2 separate regions of the Rattus norvegicus genome follow, and region 1 is linked to region 2. The links are chromatin contacts, called in public Hi-C maps. All regions are on one chromosome and are shown on one strand. The core of a region is the stretch at or near the end of the contact, and the rest is flanking DNA. Distances in the headings are between cores, read along the strand shown. Region 1 has its middle 18 kb from the start of Ptgs1. Region 2 holds the start of Ttll11 (tubulin tyrosine ligase like11).

Region 1 (3,111 bases), core at 288-2,787, 230 kb before region 2:
GGCTGCGCAGGGAACAGGGGAAGATGGGACTGGAGCTGAGCTGGTCTTCAAGATGGATAGCAGGAGATGTATTCCGTAGCTGCCTAGCGGGTCTGGGGTCCCAAGAAAATAACCACACGATCCCAAGTATTTCAGCAGGGCAGTAAGTTTGATTTGTGCAGAGGGTGCACAGTCATACCAAACCAGTCGGAGAGTGGGTCCTGCGCACCAGGGTTCCTTCCGCCTCACATCCTTACGTGACGGCTCATTTAAAGTGTCACCGTTGATAATCGGGATGTGATTTTGAGCAACTAGTACACACATTTTTGACTTCAGGAAGCGCTGACCTCGGGGCTGGAGGCGCGGCTTCTAGAACTTTCACGGGGAGAACCAACCACCTGAAACTCCAATCCTAAGGGATCTGACGCCCTCTTTCGGCTTTCCTGGGCATCAGGAACACCAACAGGCTTGTGGGCAAAACACACAGATACATAACAAACAAAACTCCAGATTAAGAAAATAAGTGCTGACAAGGAAGGAATTTGACTGTCTTCCAAGTAGCTTCTTTATATTTGTTTTTAAATGAAACGTGTCTTGTTATGTGTTTAGAAAGATACTGAGTTTCCTTTTTACATTTTCCACACAGGCTGGATTTGAAATGAAGAGAAAGGAAGGAGCTAATTATGAACTTCAGGCTTCTGCACACACAGCCAGGGTTCTGGATTCCCATGCCCAGTAAACACAAAAAGCAAGGCACGTGATAGGCTCGTACCTCGGTCCTTAGAGCAGCTTTGCGCAACCCCCCACCCCGCGCGCGCACAGGACCGTATTCCGAAGTGACCACAAGGTGGCAGCAGAGGCCACCTTTTTCATGTCTGCTCGGGCAAGACTCTCTGGAGAAGGAGGCTTCCTGCTGGCCAGGCTGGAGGGTTTGTCTGCCCCTGACCATGGTGGAACTGGAATGGGACCTCTGCCAGGGCCTCTCAGAAACAAATTCCTGCACTCACGGGGTTCAAAGGGCCTGGTGAAGAAGGCAGGAGAAGTGGGCTCCTGCACTGCTTAGCCAGAGCAGGTGTCCTACCTACCCTGTGAGGCTTGTTTGGGAATTGAGGTAACATTTTTTGTTTGAAGCAAAGTCCTGAGACAGCCGCAAGTCTACCCACATTGGAAAACTGAGACCAAACTTACACCGGCCTGCTATTGTTAGAGTGGAGTTGGGAAACCTTGAACAGCCGGAAACCCCCTCACCTGTCTTCATCCCTATTACTCCAGTGTCTTGCCCACGCACCCAAACAGCACCAGGCGATCTGTGGCGCACATCCTTATCGATTCCGTGAGAATTCCCTCCTGCCCCTCTCCCACCCCACTGAGTGGACCCCACCCCCCAACATCAGCCCTGGAGGCTTCCCAGGAAAGGTGCCGTATCCCCTCCCCCACACTGTCCTGTTGTTTGCACCTCGGCCCTACAGCAGGCGCTCCAAGCAGAACCTGAGTGTCCAGGGTAGGAGGCTATGCTTGACTGCCTGGGAGCAGTATGCCTAGCCTCCCCCAAGTGGAAGCCAGCCGAGACCAGTGCACAGGGAAATGTGTGGCTTCTGCACAGAGATCACGGTCAATGCAGAGGTGGTGGCCGGTAAACTCATCACAGGTCACATGCAGGAAGCCTCCCTGGCTGGCTGTTCGCTGAGCACTTACTATCTACTACGGGCACAGTTCCAGGCCTTGCGATCAGCACCGAGGAAGACAGAGGGGTGGGGCTGAATTGCAGACAGCACGCACCCAGGGACAAAGCTTCACCGGCTAGGAAGACTGGTGTCCCTTCTTTACCCAAGGACCCTGTCTGCTCACGGAGCTGCAGGAGGGGGAATGCCCTCTCACAACAGGACTTCCCCACCGCCACTCTAGGTGCTCAGTCAGCGGGGACCCCTCCTGTACCCCTGCGACTGTGCCAGGCTGCTTACAGATCAGGCAAGGGATTAGCACCAAGACTAGCACACTGGAACCTATTCATTTTGGTGTCGGGAGGAAATGATGGGCCAACACGCTGCAGGCAGTCACTCAGAAAAGGCACAGAAAGACAGAAGGGGCCAACAAGACAAATCAGCAGGCAAAGGTAATTGCCTGAGTTCCATCCCCCCCAATCCATATAGCAGCAGAAGAAAGGCTACCCCTGAAAATTGTCCTCTACACACACACACACACACACACACACACACACACACACACACGGGCGGGGGGGTGGATACAAAATATTTTGAAAAAAAATCAAGTAAGTGGGTTTTCAAACTATGTTCTTCAAACTAGGGATCTGCAGGAGTGTCCTGGGTCACCACCAGGGAACAGGGGAAAGGCCACTCAGGCATCAGCCCCGTAGCCTTCCACCTTTGCTGGTCACAGATCCATCCTGGGCTTCACAGGTCAGTTCTTGTTTGAAGAAGAATCCTGCTGGCTCAGGAAAGGCAAGAGGTTTGGCTAGAGTCACACAGGAGAACTGAAAGCCAAGGCCGACAAGAGACACCTGAGATCAGAGGTCAGCCTGGAGCTCCCAAGTCAGAGCCAGAGACAGTAGAACACAGCTAGAACAGGAAGCCACAGAAACTGGAGCCGGAAACCAAAAGAGGGTGAAGTTGTCATGACGTGGGGTCTGGAGGTCAGGGCCAAGGTCACATCCCATTGTCGGAGGTCAGTGAGAGCCATTCCGTATAGGTGGGGAGGGGGCTGCATTCAGTAGGTATTTGTTGAGCATATGCGTAGGCCCAGAACTACAACCCACGGTCATGAGCAAAGCAAACCCTTTGCTCTCCCTCAGCTACCTGGGGTACAAGGTAAACACTATCAGAAGAAATAACTGCTAGGCATCTGAGCTGAAGGAAAGACTGCTTGTAGGTGGGCTGGTTCCTATGGGGTGGTCAAGGAAGGCCTCCCTGAGGAGGTGACATTCGAGCCCTAGACTGTCTGAACCTGGGCCAGCTGTTCAGATCCTATCCTGAAAGCCTGCAGATCCACTCTGGAAGGAGAGGCTGCCAGAGGGGCAGGAAGTCTGGCCCCCTGTAACTATATCCCCAGGAAGGAGGAAGCCTGGACTCGCTTTCAGCAGCCCTATTCATCAAGGCCCAGCTCTAACCCCAGGCA
Region 2 (3,530 bases), core at 301-2,800:
AAGAGCTCATGAATGCACAACTTAGCAGCTATCTCTATGTGGGGTGCTCTTTCCAGATTTGATAAGTTGTAAAATAATTTGTTACTGCATTCACAGTGCTCTCTGTAGATCACTCTTTCTGGTCTTTTCTAGAGAGAAATCAGTTCATATTTGTCCTTTGCCTAGACTGATGGAGGAGGCTGGGGTGATTTCTCTGTGAAATAACAGTCAGGATGTGGTAGAGAGTTATCGTGTACACTATCAGTACAGACTGTAGCTACTTCTGCCCGGGGGTCCTGAGAGACGCTGCTCAAAAAGACAGCTACCAAGATGACTCTGAGTTTCCTAGGCAGACACTAAGGAAGGATACATCCAGGCAGAGGGGGACAGTATGTACAAAGTCACAGAAGCAAAGAGAGGATGTGATTCCAGAAGTGAGGATAGAAAGAAACAACTAATGCTCTAAATTCATCCAGAGAGGTTGGGCAATAAGGGACGTCTTTAAACTTGGAGGGAGCAGTCCCAGCTGTGGTGTGGACAGACAGAAGTGTAGTAGAGACGTATGATACCCATGAGGCGGCTGCTGCAACAGCTCAGAGAAAAGGCAGAGGCTGACATGACAGAGAGATAACAGGGAAGGCAAGGGAAATGATATTTCAATGTAAAAGTCGCAAGACTTTAGGGATGGACTGGCTTTAAGAGAGGAGAGAGGTGGGGTATGTTGTCTTGACAATATTCAAGCATTCATGAATGAGGGTGGTGTCAATTGAAACCAGAAACACCAGGGGGAACAGGATTTGGGGTGTCCTACCGTTCATCTCCAGAACTTTCAATATTGGAAGCATATCCATGAACCAACTCCCGAGAGAGAGTGAATGGTTGTGCAGAGAAGACCTCTTTTAGGTACCATGGACAGCTCCAAAAGCCTCGGGCAAGACTCTGGTTCTTGACTTTGGTAGCCTTAAAATCAACAGGGCATTTTTAATATCCCCCCGCCCCCCAACCAGTTACACTCATAGGCTCAACCCGAGTCTGAGCTCCAATTTCTGGAAGAGGGGGTTCAAGATGCTACTTTGTAAACAAGCACCTCAGACCCTTCGTATAGGTACTTGAAGAAAATCTTCCAGGCCTCCTACAGAGGAGGCCTGGTGCCCTTGAAGTTATGGGTGGGCTTCAAGGCAGCTTATTCACACACTGAAATTCCTATCCAAAGAAACAAGACTTTTGGAGGAATGGAGAAGGGGCCATTTTCCTCCAGGACCCTTAAAATTAATATGCTTTCACTATTGGAAGTTCTTGAGATGAACGGGAGAGATGGTTGCATCACGATATGAACGTACTGAGTGCTACTGAACTGTGAATTACAAATTAGACTAAATGAGGATGGAGAGACGGCTCAGTGTTAAAGAGTGCTGGCTTGTTCATTTCCTGGCACCACACTGCAGGTCCCATCGGGGAATCCGATGTTCTCTTCTGGCCTCCTCCGGCATCAGGCGCATACATGGTACACATACATATATGTAGGCAAAAATATACATACACATAAAGTAATAAAAAGAGTTGATTAATGCATCTAGCTATACGGTTTTTATTATAATAAAAAGTGTTGTCCTCTACACTTTTTAGGAATCTGAAGGGCTTCTTCATTCCGCGGGAGATACCTGAAACCTGACAAAGGTGGTCTTCTGCCTCAGTCTGAGAAAGAGTCAATAAATGTAGTAGGTCTGGAGTTACCCCAGTGTATGTGGGACTGGGGAAACTGAGTCTCATGTTCGAGAAAGATGTCGCTCTTTCCAAGTCCTTCTCTTTCCAAGCTCGGGAGCCGGACAGGAACGCAACAACTCCTTTCACCCTCAACCTCACTATCAGCCATTCCTGGCCAGGCCTTGAAAGCTCAGAGCTTTGAGGCTTCTGAGGGCGCCAGGGCCTCAGCGGCTCTCTTCCCTCTTTCAAGATGGCCGCCGCCACCTCTGTGACAGGCCTGGTCACGTGGGCGCGCTCGCTTGTGAGGTCGCCGGGCCCCGGCAGGCGATTGTCCCTTGCCGGGCCCCGTCCCGAGGCGGCGACTATCCCTGTCAACCGGAGCCTGAGAGATCATGGCAACGGGCTCGGGCGGGGAGCGCGTGGCGGCGGCGGCGGCGGTAGCGGCGGCGGCAGTTTGGTCGCGGGCCGGGACGGCGGAGCGGCGGCGGAGGCGGCGGTGGCTGTGGCGCCGGCACCGGCCCTGAGCGTCATGTGGCGCAGCAGCCTCGAGCAGGAGTCAGCGGCCGGGTGGGAGACGGACGAGACGGCGGCGGCCGATTCGCTAGAGGCGGAGGAGGGAGAGCAGCTGGGTGTAGACGCTGGCGCGGCCGGGGAGCCCGAGCGCCCGGAGCGGGAGGAGCAGCCCAAGGCCGTGGGCCCGACCCTGACCCCGACGCGACGCCGCGCGACCGAGGAAGGAGATGTCCGCGTCGTCCGCCGGCTGCCGCCCGCGCTGCCCCAGGACTCGCCGAGGCCGGTGGCACGGGCCCTGAGCCATCTCGTGCAGGCCCGGGGCCGGAACCGGGGCTATCGGCGGAACGCGGACTCAGTGCGGCCGGTCACCGTGGACAGCTCCAAGGCTCGCACTTCCCTGGACGCGCTGAAGATCAGCCTTCGCCAGCTCAGGTGGAAGGAGGTGAGGCCCGCAGGCTCCGGCGCGGGGGGGGGGGGGGCACAGGGGGGTCGTCCCGAGGCCTGGCCCCCGGAGCCACTTCCCAGGTCAGGTCAGCTCGTCCCTGCCCTGCCCCCCTACAGCTGCAACCCTATGTCTGCAACCCTGGCCTCTTCGAACTCCTGGTTTATATGTCTGTCTTCTCCATTGGCCCCGGGGCCAGGAGCCACCTTCCACTCTCGTATTTAATGTTTATTTAAAGTTTACTAAACTTTAGTGCTTAGAGTGCCACTCTTGGGCCAGGTTTACTCGACATCGCCTCACTACGCTCTTCGACTTAGCTGTGAGACCTTGAGCAAGCTGCTTTTCTTTGGCCCCGTTAACCTTGGTAAAACGAAGCCAGTTCGTTCCTATTAGGGGCCTAGTGCCTAGTGATTGCACAAGATTTCAGCAAGTGACAACTTAACTTTCATCACCTTCCTTTCTTGCCACCACCACCACCACCACCACCACCACCACTGACACTGATTCAGGGGATGTAGCAAGTGACAGTAAGTGGGGGTGAACGCATGACTGAGGAGATGAATCAGTCACCCTTGAATTCAGTTCAGTCCTTTAAGGGGGCGGGCAGGGCAAAGCACCAACGAATCCAAGAGGTTTCTATTTTCATTGACCGAGTAGATGAAGCCAGCTGACTTTATTTACAGCATAGAAGCCATTTGGTGCGCTAAAGACTCCATGCGCAGACAGCATGAGGGCTCAGGTTCCAAGCCTTGTGCTGAGGCTGTGGTAGAAGTGGTTTAATGAAGTCGGAGACTGTGGAGAGATGACCGCAGGAAGGTCCTCCATCATCAGTATGTTGATGTCCCAGTGGAAGAGTTTGGTTTGGAGGGGAACAAGAGTGAAGTGTGGAGGG

Evidence for each region. Hi-C and Micro-C count contacts between places; a contact is called where the count stands out from the background.
Region 1: a Hi-C map of liver shows a contact between it and region 2, with 2.9 times the contacts expected there. The contact joins the enhancer-like site here to the promoter of Ttll11 in region 2. A contact is called at or near these places in 5 of 12 Hi-C or Micro-C datasets (frontal cortex, kidney, liver and 1 more).

Annotation. Positions count from the first base shown.
Region 1 is chr3:39,961,662-39,964,772 of GRCr8, reverse strand. No RefSeq gene overlaps it. Among named protein-coding and RNA genes, the nearest start is that of Ptgs1, 18 kb to the left of the region's middle. Within about 2 kb of position 1,537, at least 4 of the 93 cell types and tissues checked have an H3K27ac peak or open chromatin away from gene starts, as enhancers often do. A contact at or near this core is called in liver, where this site is marked.
Region 2 is chr3:39,730,913-39,734,442 of GRCr8, reverse strand. Ttll11 (tubulin tyrosine ligase like11) reads left to right here and starts at 1,550. Exons shown (of 9, transcript XM_063284853.1): 1 at 1,550-2,638. The coding sequence starts at 1,934.